Regions from separate parts of the Mus musculus genome. Here region 1 is linked to region 2. The links are chromatin contacts, called in public HiChIP or PLAC-seq maps. All regions are on one chromosome and are shown on one strand. Each heading gives the region's core, a stretch centred on a gene start, on an enhancer-like site or on the middle of the called end of the contact. The rest is flanking DNA. Distances are from core to core; before and after follow the strand shown. Region 1 overlaps Alpk1 (alpha-kinase 1). Region 2 has its middle 30 kb from the start of Neurog2.

Region 1 (5,477 bases), core at 832-3,331, 87 kb before region 2:
TGTGTGTGTGTGTTTGTGTGTGTGTGTAGTGTATGGTGTGTATGTGTACATGGTGCATGTATGTGTATATGAGGGATGTGTATGTTGTGTGTGTGTATAGTATATATGGTGTGAGTATGTGAAGTGTGTGTGTGGTGTGTATGATATGTGTGTGGTGTGTGTGTGTGTGTAGATGTTTGTGTGTGTGTATGTAAGGTATGTAGTATGTGTGTGTGTGTGTGATGTGTGTGTGTGTGGTATGTGTATGTATATATGAGGGATGTGTATGAGGGATGTGTATGGTGTGTGGTTGTGTGTGGTATGTGTATGTATATATGAGGGATGTGTATGATGTGTGTGTGTGTGTGGGTTTCCTCATGTGGAGGTCAGAGGACATCTTGTGAGAATCTGATTTCCCCTTCTCCTCTGGTCCTCAGGTTTGGCAGCAAACACCTTTGCTCATCCATCTTAGTAGCCTTCTTTCTTTGCTTTCATCTCAAGGAACAAACAAGCAAACAACAACAAAACCGTGTTTTTTCTGCAACGTTGTACAATTTCTCATTTGTTTTGTTTGTTGGCTTCTGATCCCTGAATTATCTATCTACTGCTTACCTGGCTGTTGTCAGCTCAGCTGCCTTGTGGGAAAATGAGCTACCTACAAACTGCATAAAAGTTTAATGCTATCCAGTAAAGTCCAGGGAGAGAGGCCGGTGACATCACTAAGCCTGCCTCTCCTCCTTATTCAGGAACAGATTCCCTGGTTAGAAGATGTGGTTAGCACTTGATCCTAATCAAAGGACCCAAAATACTTGGATCTAGTTCATTTTAATCTTAGTTGAAAAGAGTGTGGATGGACACTTAGGAGAAAGTGAAGGCAGCATAATATCTCCCCTTCAAGTGCTGTGCAGCCTTCAGAATGGGGCGTGGATTTCAGCCTCGTAATTCTCCTTGAAGCAAACAGAAGGGTCTCACAGCACAGAAAGCAGCGGTTTAGGAGGGCCGTACAGACAGCCGCACAAGAGGACTCTGTTCATGGTCTTCAAAGTGAGGCAGGAAAGGCATGGCTGCTGCTGTGGCCACATGTAATATCGCCTGTAGCTCTTTAAAGAGGATTAGCCCAGCGTGCTGAGACCATTCAGAGCTGGATTTCACGTAGAGCCGAATATGCTAATGAGATGGTAATGTGTAAGGCAAACATTTCGTAATATGAAATCCCCTCCGAACTCAGCTTTGTCCCTCCCACAGTGGGAAACCAAACTTTATCATATCAGAAGGACTAGTTTTCCTCCCTTATTTATCTGCTTAGATAAAAGATGGAGATAATTATATGTACAGTCATATTTAAGACAAATTCAATTCCAGTGTAAGCTGAAAATCAAAGCCTGTTTATAGACAGTCACTCCAAAAATAACTACGTCTACCTGCCCACAGAGTTGAATGTGAAATATTTATCCTTGCAGAAAGTAATAGCTATAACATGGAATTTTTTTTTTTTTTTAAAGAAAAAAATTAGGAACACAAAGGCTAACTAACGGAGACCACATTCTCCAACTTCTGTTTAGAATTTTTTTCCCCTGGCCAGTGTTCCCCTGCTTAGAGTTGGGAAGTGTCTCTGCTCCTTCAGATTAGAGATTTGCAGCTTCTTAGAGGTGGTGGCTACGTGCTTGCCTGAAGACACATCAGTTTCTTTCAACTTGGTATTTCAGTTTCAGGACCTAGTCGGCGAATTCATTGCCAGGATGTGACTACAAGCCACACGTAGCCACGTACATCATCTTTGCGAACGTGCACATGGCTCTCGGAGATTGAAAACCCCCTGAAGATTTCCTAGCAATGCCTGGGAAATATGGAGCCAGCCAACACATGGCGCCCGCTGCCCCTGGCTTCATTTCTAATGCGTGAGCTTTCATCAGCTATGATCATTTCGCTGCACTTGACTGAGGGGCTTAGAATCCCTTGGCTTTTTGTTGGTTAGAAATGGTGTGTGTGTGTGTGTGTGTGTGTGTGTGTGTGTTTATCAAAGTTGTGAAGGGTTTGTCTGTGGACACAGAAGGACGGTGATACATATTCATGAAAGAACGCACTCTCCACTCCCTGTTAGCGCTGACAAAGCCTTAGCTGTTTCACACAGCAAGCTGACTGGGATTGTGTGTGGGGGGCTGCATGGCCAGATTAGTGCAAACAGCGAGCCCTCTCCTCTGCTTGTTAGGCCTTCCCTTCCTGACAATTTCCCCAATTGTCGCTTGTGACAAGGCTGTCACTAGGTGATGGCTTCTTTTGGCCATTTTCAGATAAAGATAATTTCCTTAACTTCCATTTTATTTGACGACAAGCACTGTGGGCGAGAGAGGAAGCGCTTCCCGAGGGTCAGGGCTTTGCCACTTCAAAGGCATCTTTGATCTAAAAATATGTGCTGTACCAAATTCATTATGTCTTTCCTTAAAGAGCTTTTAAATTTATTGATCTTCTCCTCAATTCTTCTCCTTTTACATCCAGTAAGGATGTATGAGGCGCAGTGTTGGGAAGAGCCTAAGGAGGAGTTGGGGGCTGCAGCCAACTGGCCACTTCTAAGGTCATTACAAGAACCAAACAACAGGTGCTTTTGTTTCCCCTCTTCTGAGTCCCTGAGCAACAGAGCCCCACTCCTGCTTGCCAGTGCTCTTAGTGATGCCAGCCCCAGCATATAAGACAGAACAACGTTTGATATTGCGGCTCAATGAGGAAAAAAACCTCTATACCAAACTTATGGCAATGGTCATCTTGCACCATGCCCTGCTCACACCACGCCCTGCTGTGCCCATGGTGTGGAAAGCCAGCTCACAGGGATGGTGCAGGAATGGAGAGATTCCTTTGTGAATGAAGAATTTGACTTCCACCAGGAACACTCTTCCCCTGAGCTGGCGGTTAGCTTGCGTTAAGTTTACGTAATGGCATAGACGGAAGGTTATACAAGGCAGAAAACAACGGGATAAAAATCTCTTCGTAAACACATGAAAATGTACTTTAAAATAATAGCTCAGGGCTGATCTGGGAGGGGCCCCAGGAGCAGTGAGGGGGTGATATGGTCAAAATACTTTGTATGAAATTCTCAAAGAAGGAATAAAATGCAAAAAATCGTCATTTTACTCATAGACGAAATATTCGGAATGGTTTGAGAAGAACATTTTGTGGTATTTTTAACTTACTTTCAAATAGTTTAAATCCATACACATGCATGCATACATATATAAATAAGTGTATGTGGCAAAATGTTATGCACAGGGTAATTAATTAGACTTCATTATTCTTTGAACTTTACCGTATATAAATTAAAAATTTTTCATAATACAAAAAAATTCAAAATAAAATATTAGAGGAAGAGAGAGCAAGGGCTTCAGTGTGAGGGACATTCATTATGTGGGGAGTAGGACCTCTTCCTGGAGGCTTCGCCTCTCTACATTTCCTTTTGTGCTTGCTGTTCTGAGCCACAGTTACATGAAATCGGTGTTTTTAAACAACAGAACAAAGGGGGAAACAGGTCCCGTGAGAAGTATCACAATCAACCATTCACGTCAGAAACTTCACATAGAGCACTCAGTTTCCAACCAAGCACAGTGCCAGGGTTCATTCCTGCATGCAGGGAAGAAAAGTTTAAACAGCTTAACCCCAGTTTTCTTGCCCCAAGAACACTCTGCCTCACAGTTTCAAAATACCTAGGTATTTCTGATGGTTAGGAAGATAATTTTGGCAAGTCATAATTTCAAAGTCTTAGGCATTAAGGAAATTATGTAATTTCTCCTCCCAGTGCTGGAGATCAATCCTGGCGTCTCTGCTAAGTTACATCCCCAGTATGGAAACATTAAAACAAGGGGCTGGAGAGATGGCTCAGCGGTTAAGAGCACTGGATGTTTTTCCAGAGGTCCTGAGTTCAATTCTCAGCACCCACATGGTCGCTCATAACCATCTGTAATGAGATCTGGTGCCCTCTTCTGGTGTGCATGAAAACAGCAATCCTATACATGAAATAGACAAATTAAAGAGGAAAAAAAAAACCATGTTTATCATGTATTGTTAAAACTTGTCTTTAGGCTTCTAAAAGCAATAGAAATTGCTTCTTTTGGAAAAATCACTTCCCTGAATTTGTCTTGAAAGGGAACCAGTGTACCTTTAGCGCCCTCCATCCCCCCACTCCCACCCCGTCATGTTCCAGGGTTCCCATAGCATCTCCCTTTGTTAGTCAGTTCAACCCGACTGAGAGGGAGGTACTGGGATTAGCTCAGGTTTACCCACAAGGAAACGGAGGTTCTGAAAGTCCAAGTGATGTACCCATTTCTCACACCCAGTCAATGGTACAACCAGAATCCAGATTTGGGAGCCTGGGATCTCAAACTGTGTTGCTAATGTGGGGCCAGAAGGCACAGGACTTAAGCTCTGCGAACAGCCTCTCCTGTTCGCCACTAACACCAAGCAAGGACATGTTGCACCGGTCTTCAGTCCCAATTCCTTTAGCTCCTCCCAGTCTCCTTCCCTGTGAGCTTCTGACATGTAGACTGAGATGTGAAGACAAGGAGGGCTGAAGAGGAACCACGGCTTCTCTCTGGTTTCTCCAGTGTTCTTTCTCCCTCTTGCAGACACAAGAGATTGACCTCTGAGGTTTGCTCAGTGGGACAACAGGATTCAGGATCCATGGCTTTGTGTCACAAACAGCCACTCATCGGTCCCTCTAATGATGACCGAAGAACTCTGATGTGATTTCTTTCCATGTCGGTGAAACCCGGAAACCTTGATTTGGCTTTCCTTGTGAAATTGGTGAAAGGAAGAGGAAGGTAGCCTGGTCTACAGAGGGGAAAGAAATCACATCAGAGGCTTTCCATCATCGTCGGAGGGTCTCTGCACAGAGCAGGGTTCACCTGCTCTGTGACATGTAAATGAGCCACAGAAGCTGGCAGACAGCAACACCATCAGCCTGCCTCGGAGGAGACAAAAGTAAACACTCTCAAAGAGATTGCGCCGAAATATGATATCAGCTGCAAGAGAGGGCCATCTCCTCCGGTCAAATGAGAAAAATCATATTATCCTCACTGTGGTATACAAATAGCTTGTAAGCCACATTCCCCATTTTGAATGGTGACAATGAAGTGCTAACCTCGAGGCCGCAGGCCAGCCTGATCCCATCTCCAAACACAAACACTTCTGCCTGGGTTTTGGCTTGGGGGCTGTGCGGTGGCCTCCCCACCCCCACCTCCCCCCACCCCCTGTTAATTGGCTGAGACCACCAGAATTCGGAGGGCACAGATGTTACTGATAGTTTTCCTAGGGAGCACATTCATGCCCATCTGTTGCAGCCGAGAAGGCTGTTCATATATCCACAAGGCCTTCATTTAATTCTTGTCAGAAAGTAATGTAAATCCAGTTTACCTCAGAGGTCGCAGCCGAGATTTACGCCAGTGAGCCCCCTGCAATTTACACACACTGTAGTTGTATAGGATGAAAAGAAAGCCTTTCATGTTGGTGCATAT
Region 2 (5,432 bases), core at 2,189-4,688:
GATTCCTGCCGATATGGCGGACTACTGGTATCCTGATAATGAAGAGTGAAATCACCCCAAAGAACTCCTCCTAAACAGGTCCACAACCCCCCTTTCCTATTAACCTTCTTTTACGCCTACCTCTGGTTAGTAGGCTAGAAGGAAGATTGGAGTGTTTAAGAACTCTGATTAAAGTAGGTTTTGAAAAACTAAGCCTACACAGCAGCTTTTGTTTGAAATTTCTCTCTAGGAGCAGGAAAGCCCTTAAGCAGAGAGCTCAGTTGCGTAGGTCCTGCCCTAAGAGCATCCCTGTCCTTACTCCTTATTTACTGGCTGCTTTTCCAGAAAACCCAGGTTTAATTCCCAGAACCCACATGGCAGCTCACAACCATCTGTAACTCCAGTCCCAGGTGATTGTTTCAATTCCCTCTTCTGGCCTCTGAAAACATCAATTATGTATATGGTATACAAACATGCATATAGACAAAATATCTATACACATAAACTAAATTAAAATAACAATAATAACAATACCCATGACATAGATTTAATGTTAAACTTCCCTGAAATAATAAAATAACAATAACAGTAACAATAACAATAACAACAACAACAACAACAATAATAATAATAATAATAACCATGCCATAGATTTAATGTTATGCTGCCCTGAAATTGCTTCCACCAAAGAAATTATTAGATTAATTTTTAATTTAGCCTTAGACAAGTTCTTAGGAAAGAGAAAGAAAGCAGTCAGATTCTTTGATGACATATCACAGGAACCATTTCTAAAGAAGTTGCTAATATTGTTTTATGCTGAAACCTCATGAGCTGGACGTCCACAGTCTACACTGCTCTCAGCATGGCCATCTTCTAAGCACCTTCTAGAGTGGCCTGTCCACTCACGGACAAGGACACAGAACTAAAGCTCCTTTTGTCCTTTTATTGTGGCCTTGGAGAAAGTCTTGGGTCAGACTGGCTCCCAGCAGAGACACACACACACACAACCATGTAAGTATGTCATTGCAGGAAAATGTTAAGCAAAATAAGCATAACTCAGACCAATTTGTCATGTCTCCATATGAAAGGCTCAGAAAGTAAACAAACATACAGTCTTCCAAAGTTTTAAAACATAAATATTCACAAGGCCTCCTTCCCAGGGTTACAGAGGCATTTAAAATTGCTGGAGCAATTTTAATCTTTGACCAGATTGAAAAAGCTCTCCAGGAGCTAGCTCTAAGGATACAGCCATCACTCATGCTGGCGTGGGCTTTTTGGTGGCAGTAGCTGGCTTTGAGTCACCCATGCTGTAAGTAACTCCAGTAAACTCACACTAAGCTAGATTTGAGTCGGGTAATTGCTTTTCTTGGTTGCCAGTGCTATGTCTAGGGGTGAACAGACATCTGTCTACATCTTCCCAGGAAAGTCACAATGAAGTGACTAAGGTAACGGCCATCTTATTCTGACTCCATTTCGTGTTTGCTTAGACACTCTCCTTAGCCCTCTGCCTCAGACAGTCGTACCTGCCTTGCCTTGACAACACACTTGACATTCCCGTCACTTTGGCCATGATCCTGATGTATCAACCAAACTAGTGAATGTAGACTAACTGAAGAAGGAAGGTATGAAACAAAAGTAATTGCCGTGGAATGTCTGAAGTCATTTCTGTGACCTGCCAGAGTTAAGACCCTCATCCAACTTTGATGGGAGTGATGCTGTTTGTGAGCTCGGCTTTAAAAACACTGTATCTCTGAGCTTCATCCCCAAGAGACCCTGATGCAAGAGCCCATTCTTGGTCACCAACTAGGAAATGACTCACATACTCTTAATTGGCTTAATTAGCATGGCTATCTGTATCTTTCTTTTGTGTATTCTTACAACACAAAAGCAATGACAGGGAGAAGAACAAAACTTTCTGGAGTAAAACGTCTTCCCTAAGAACCCTATCACAACCTATGCAAGCCTACTTTATGCTCCAATAATAACTGAATAGTCACCGCTGTTCAGCCAATATCAACGCGAATATAAGATTGGACCATATTATCCATACTGCAGGTGAATTCTAAATGTCTTTCTGTTATTTGTCTAATACTACGACTAACACAAATAATATTTTCAAATGAGAAAGGCAACCAAACTGCATTTGTTAACTACCTTGTCGTTTGCATAGATTGGAAGTCGGGGTTGCCTTAGGAAGTAGTTCAGACTAGAGGGGTCTGATAGGCCATGGTCGAATGTCAGTGGGGCTGTAGTCACCAGGGAGCTTGGCTAGGCCTGGAAAATCTGCATCTATTGTCTCACACAGCCATTGCTGACAGAGTGGGTCAGAGGCCTTGGTTCCTCCTCCTCCTCCTCCTCCTCCTCCTCCTCCTCCTCCTCCTCCTCCTCCTCCTCCTCCTCCTCCTCTTCCTCCTTCCCCTCCCCTTCCTCCTCCACAGGACCTGACAGTTTGCTTCAGGCTGAGTGAGAAATACCAGGCCAGATAGACAGAAACCATAGCACATGTAACACCTCACCCCAGAAGTTACACCGTCACCTCTACATTGTGTTGTTCATACAGACACAGCCTGGACCAGTACGGGGAAGGAAAAGGGACAGGATGGGATCACTTGGGGCCTTAGGGACATGGCTGAATGTCTTGCCAGGCTGTACTGGGCCCGAAGCTTATATTGCTTAAAAAACTTAATAAAGGAGGGGCCTGGTGGTGATTCTAGGCAGCTCTCATGTTCAGTGCCTACTGCTCCCTCCTCTTGCTACAAAGGCAAGAAGCAATCAGAAAGTGGGACAGTGGGCTTCAGAAAATAACTCTGTAGCCAGGTGGTAAAACAAAGTGAAAATTCAAATATCCTCAATCCAACCTTTAGTTTATACAGAAACCTAGTTTGCTAGAGTGGTAGATGCTTTCCAACCTCCTTCCCCATCCTTTACCATCAGAGAGACACTGAGAATCCAAGGAAGTCTTCAGAATGCTCCATTATCATTTTTTCCAATGTGAACTAAATTTGATTTTACGCTCTCATTTTTTGAATATGCGGAATTTTCTTTTAAAAAGCTGAGTCCCAGGAATTAAGTTCAACTTAAGAAGAATTCATCTTGATTGCTTCTGAGACCAGAAACATCAGGCTAGCATTACTGACTTTAGCATCACTGGCTTTAACGGGGCTGTCGTTCTGAAAACACGTTTGTTCTGTATTATCTGGATACACAGACGTCCCCGGCCTGAACGGTTCCGTAGAAACTAGGTGTAACGTGTAAGCAACGAGAGAATGAGAGAGAAAAGAAATCTCTTTATTATGGTGCATAAGCCTCCAGTGTGTTGGAGCTCTGCAGCTGCACGGGAAAGAAAATGCATTCAGAAATATAATACAAGTGTGAATAATCCTCTGTCGAATGCTGTCTGCAGACCGCCCCAGCTTTGTCAGGTGAACTTGAACCGGGCCATCGGCTTTGCCCCGGTTCCCACTGCAGGCTCTTGTCTGTCACCCCGGGGCATTCACCATCTTGACTGTTGTTTAAAGGGAACAAGCAATCCATCATTGAGCCAGGGAGTCACTTTCTCATAGAAAAGTAAAATCAGCATGTGACACTACTCAGCCCCAGTGTTTTACAGATTAAAATGATACATGGCGACTCACGTGTTACTAGGAAGATTAAGTCGGTTATCTTGTTCCAGAGCCCAGACAAAAGAATCCCCCTCAAGCAGTGAGGTGGCAGCTTCCCAGAAGCCGGAGACCCTGGGCTCGACTACTAGGTGGTAAGGCAGAGAATGCGCTAAGAAAACAGAGAAGGAAAAAAAAAACATAATTTTACAGTGAAGGACCACTTTTATTCTCTGCGTGGGCTAGCACAAAGAGAAACCCAGCTTGAAAGGGGGAGCTGTGAAATCTTTGTACAAGTCTTGCTGTTGAAGATGCCAACTTGATTACCAGAGATGGACCACACAATTTATTGTCTGATTGCCTCCCCCTCCCCCCGATTGATTTAAATTTGGTGAAATAAATGAGCAGCCGTTGGCCCCCGGGCGGTGGACTTCATGTGAGGAAGTTGCAGATCTGTCAGGCACACAGTGTCCAGTGATCAAGGCTGCTGTTCTATTGTCCTCGTCGCTCACTAATCACATTTTCTACAAATCGCTTATAGACCTGAGTTCACAGTGAAACACAAGCGATAGCCTTTATTTCCCAAGGCAGAGGCAAATAACTGAGTTACACAAAGTTATTACTTTTACATAATCAAGTATGTAACAGTTACTCTTGTTCTTAGGGAAAATGTTAAGTATCAGAGTGTTTTGTGGCACAAGAAATAATTGTATCAGTTAAAGTTCACAGTGCAAGAAGAGGCCTTTTCTTTCCAAAAGAAAAAAACATTTTTAACTAAAAAGTTTTCTCAAGTTTAATTTGAGTCTTACCAGAAATAACACTGATTAAAAAGAATTCTGTGTCTTCTTTTGGTTCCATTATTTTAGGCAACACCACTAAAAATTTCTTCATTATTATGGTTTTAAAGTTTAGTTTTTATTTTCATAGGGATTTTAGTCAAAGAATATCCTAATTTGTGATTTTCACCTAAGTTTTATTCCCTATAATGTAAAAATATGTACAGGGTAGAGTCTCATACAAAGTACTTTAAATGAGCGTGTGTTTAAGTATACTGTATGATTAAGAGTCAGCCTTGGACTTCATAGATTTTTCTCTGTTAAAGACAGTCATAAGATTTAAACTCTTCTCCTACACAAATCACCAAAAATGAAAGGGGCTGTTTAAACACTTTTGTTAGACATTCGCCATGGTCTTTTTCACATAACAGAGGAACACACAGCGACTGGCTTTGAGAGGCCATGTTCCCAACGTGATTTCAATAGGGAACATTCTCTCTGGGCTGAGCACCTGGATCGAGGGCTGTGTTCCCTTGGGCTGGACAGCAGTCCGTGAGCCACCTGCACCAGAGAGGATGGAAGAGGAGGGCCAGGAGCCTCTGGCCAGCTGTATCCTTCCCCGGCCTCCAGGGCATATCCATGCAGAGAGCTAGGCTGGACCGCCACACAAGCATCAGAGGGCCAGCCTCAGAGTCATCCTAGACAAGTTAGCAAGATCTGCCAATGGGGATGCTTAAAAGCTCAGAACAGTAAAGTCTAGAAGCTTGTGAAAGAAAGACTCGTAACTATATTTGTCTGCTAAAAAGAAGTTGCAAACGCTTAGGATGTACAGACAAGTGCCACTGAGGATGAACTAATATAGTGTGGGATGGTCAGAGCTGCACAGTTCAGCCACTGGCAGCATGGGCTCTGGGAGAGACCTGAGATTCTGTCTTCCCTGCACACTTAAGTGCCCCTCATCTCTGGCTGAGCTAGAATACGTTGAATCAATGAAAAGTTCTTCCTAAGCATCTTTAGACACAGCTATGCACAGGGTTGACTTACTCTGCAGTCTGTAGAGCTCTGCGGGTGTCGCTTT

The links. HiChIP or PLAC-seq counts read pairs in DNA pulled down with a chosen protein or histone mark.
Region 1: an H3K4me3 HiChIP or PLAC-seq map of embryonic forebrain shows a contact between it and region 2, with 3 times the contacts expected there. The contact joins two enhancer-like sites. A contact is called at or near these places in 7 of 484 Hi-C or Micro-C datasets (CD8 T cells, the G1E-ER4 cell line, bone marrow-derived macrophages and 4 more), 7 of 115 datasets of contacts at active chromatin or transcription factors (craniofacial prominence, embryonic basal ganglia, embryonic forebrain and 4 more) and 3 of 9 other capture datasets (adipose tissue, liver and pancreatic islet).

The regions. Positions count from the first base shown.
Region 1 is chr3:127,745,950-127,751,426 of GRCm38.p6, reverse strand. The region is part of intron 1 of Alpk1 (alpha-kinase 1); the gene reads left to right. Among named protein-coding and RNA genes, the nearest start is that of Alpk1, 32 kb to the left of the region's middle. Within about 2 kb of position 2,081, at least 23 of the 459 cell types and tissues checked have an H3K27ac peak or open chromatin away from gene starts, as enhancers often do. A contact at or near this core is called in embryonic forebrain, where this site is marked.
Region 2 is chr3:127,660,402-127,665,833 of GRCm38.p6, reverse strand. No RefSeq gene overlaps it. Among named protein-coding and RNA genes, the nearest start is that of Neurog2, 30 kb to the right of the region's middle. Within about 2 kb of position 3,438, at least 3 of the 459 cell types and tissues checked have an H3K27ac peak or open chromatin away from gene starts, as enhancers often do. A contact at or near this core is called in embryonic forebrain, where this site is marked.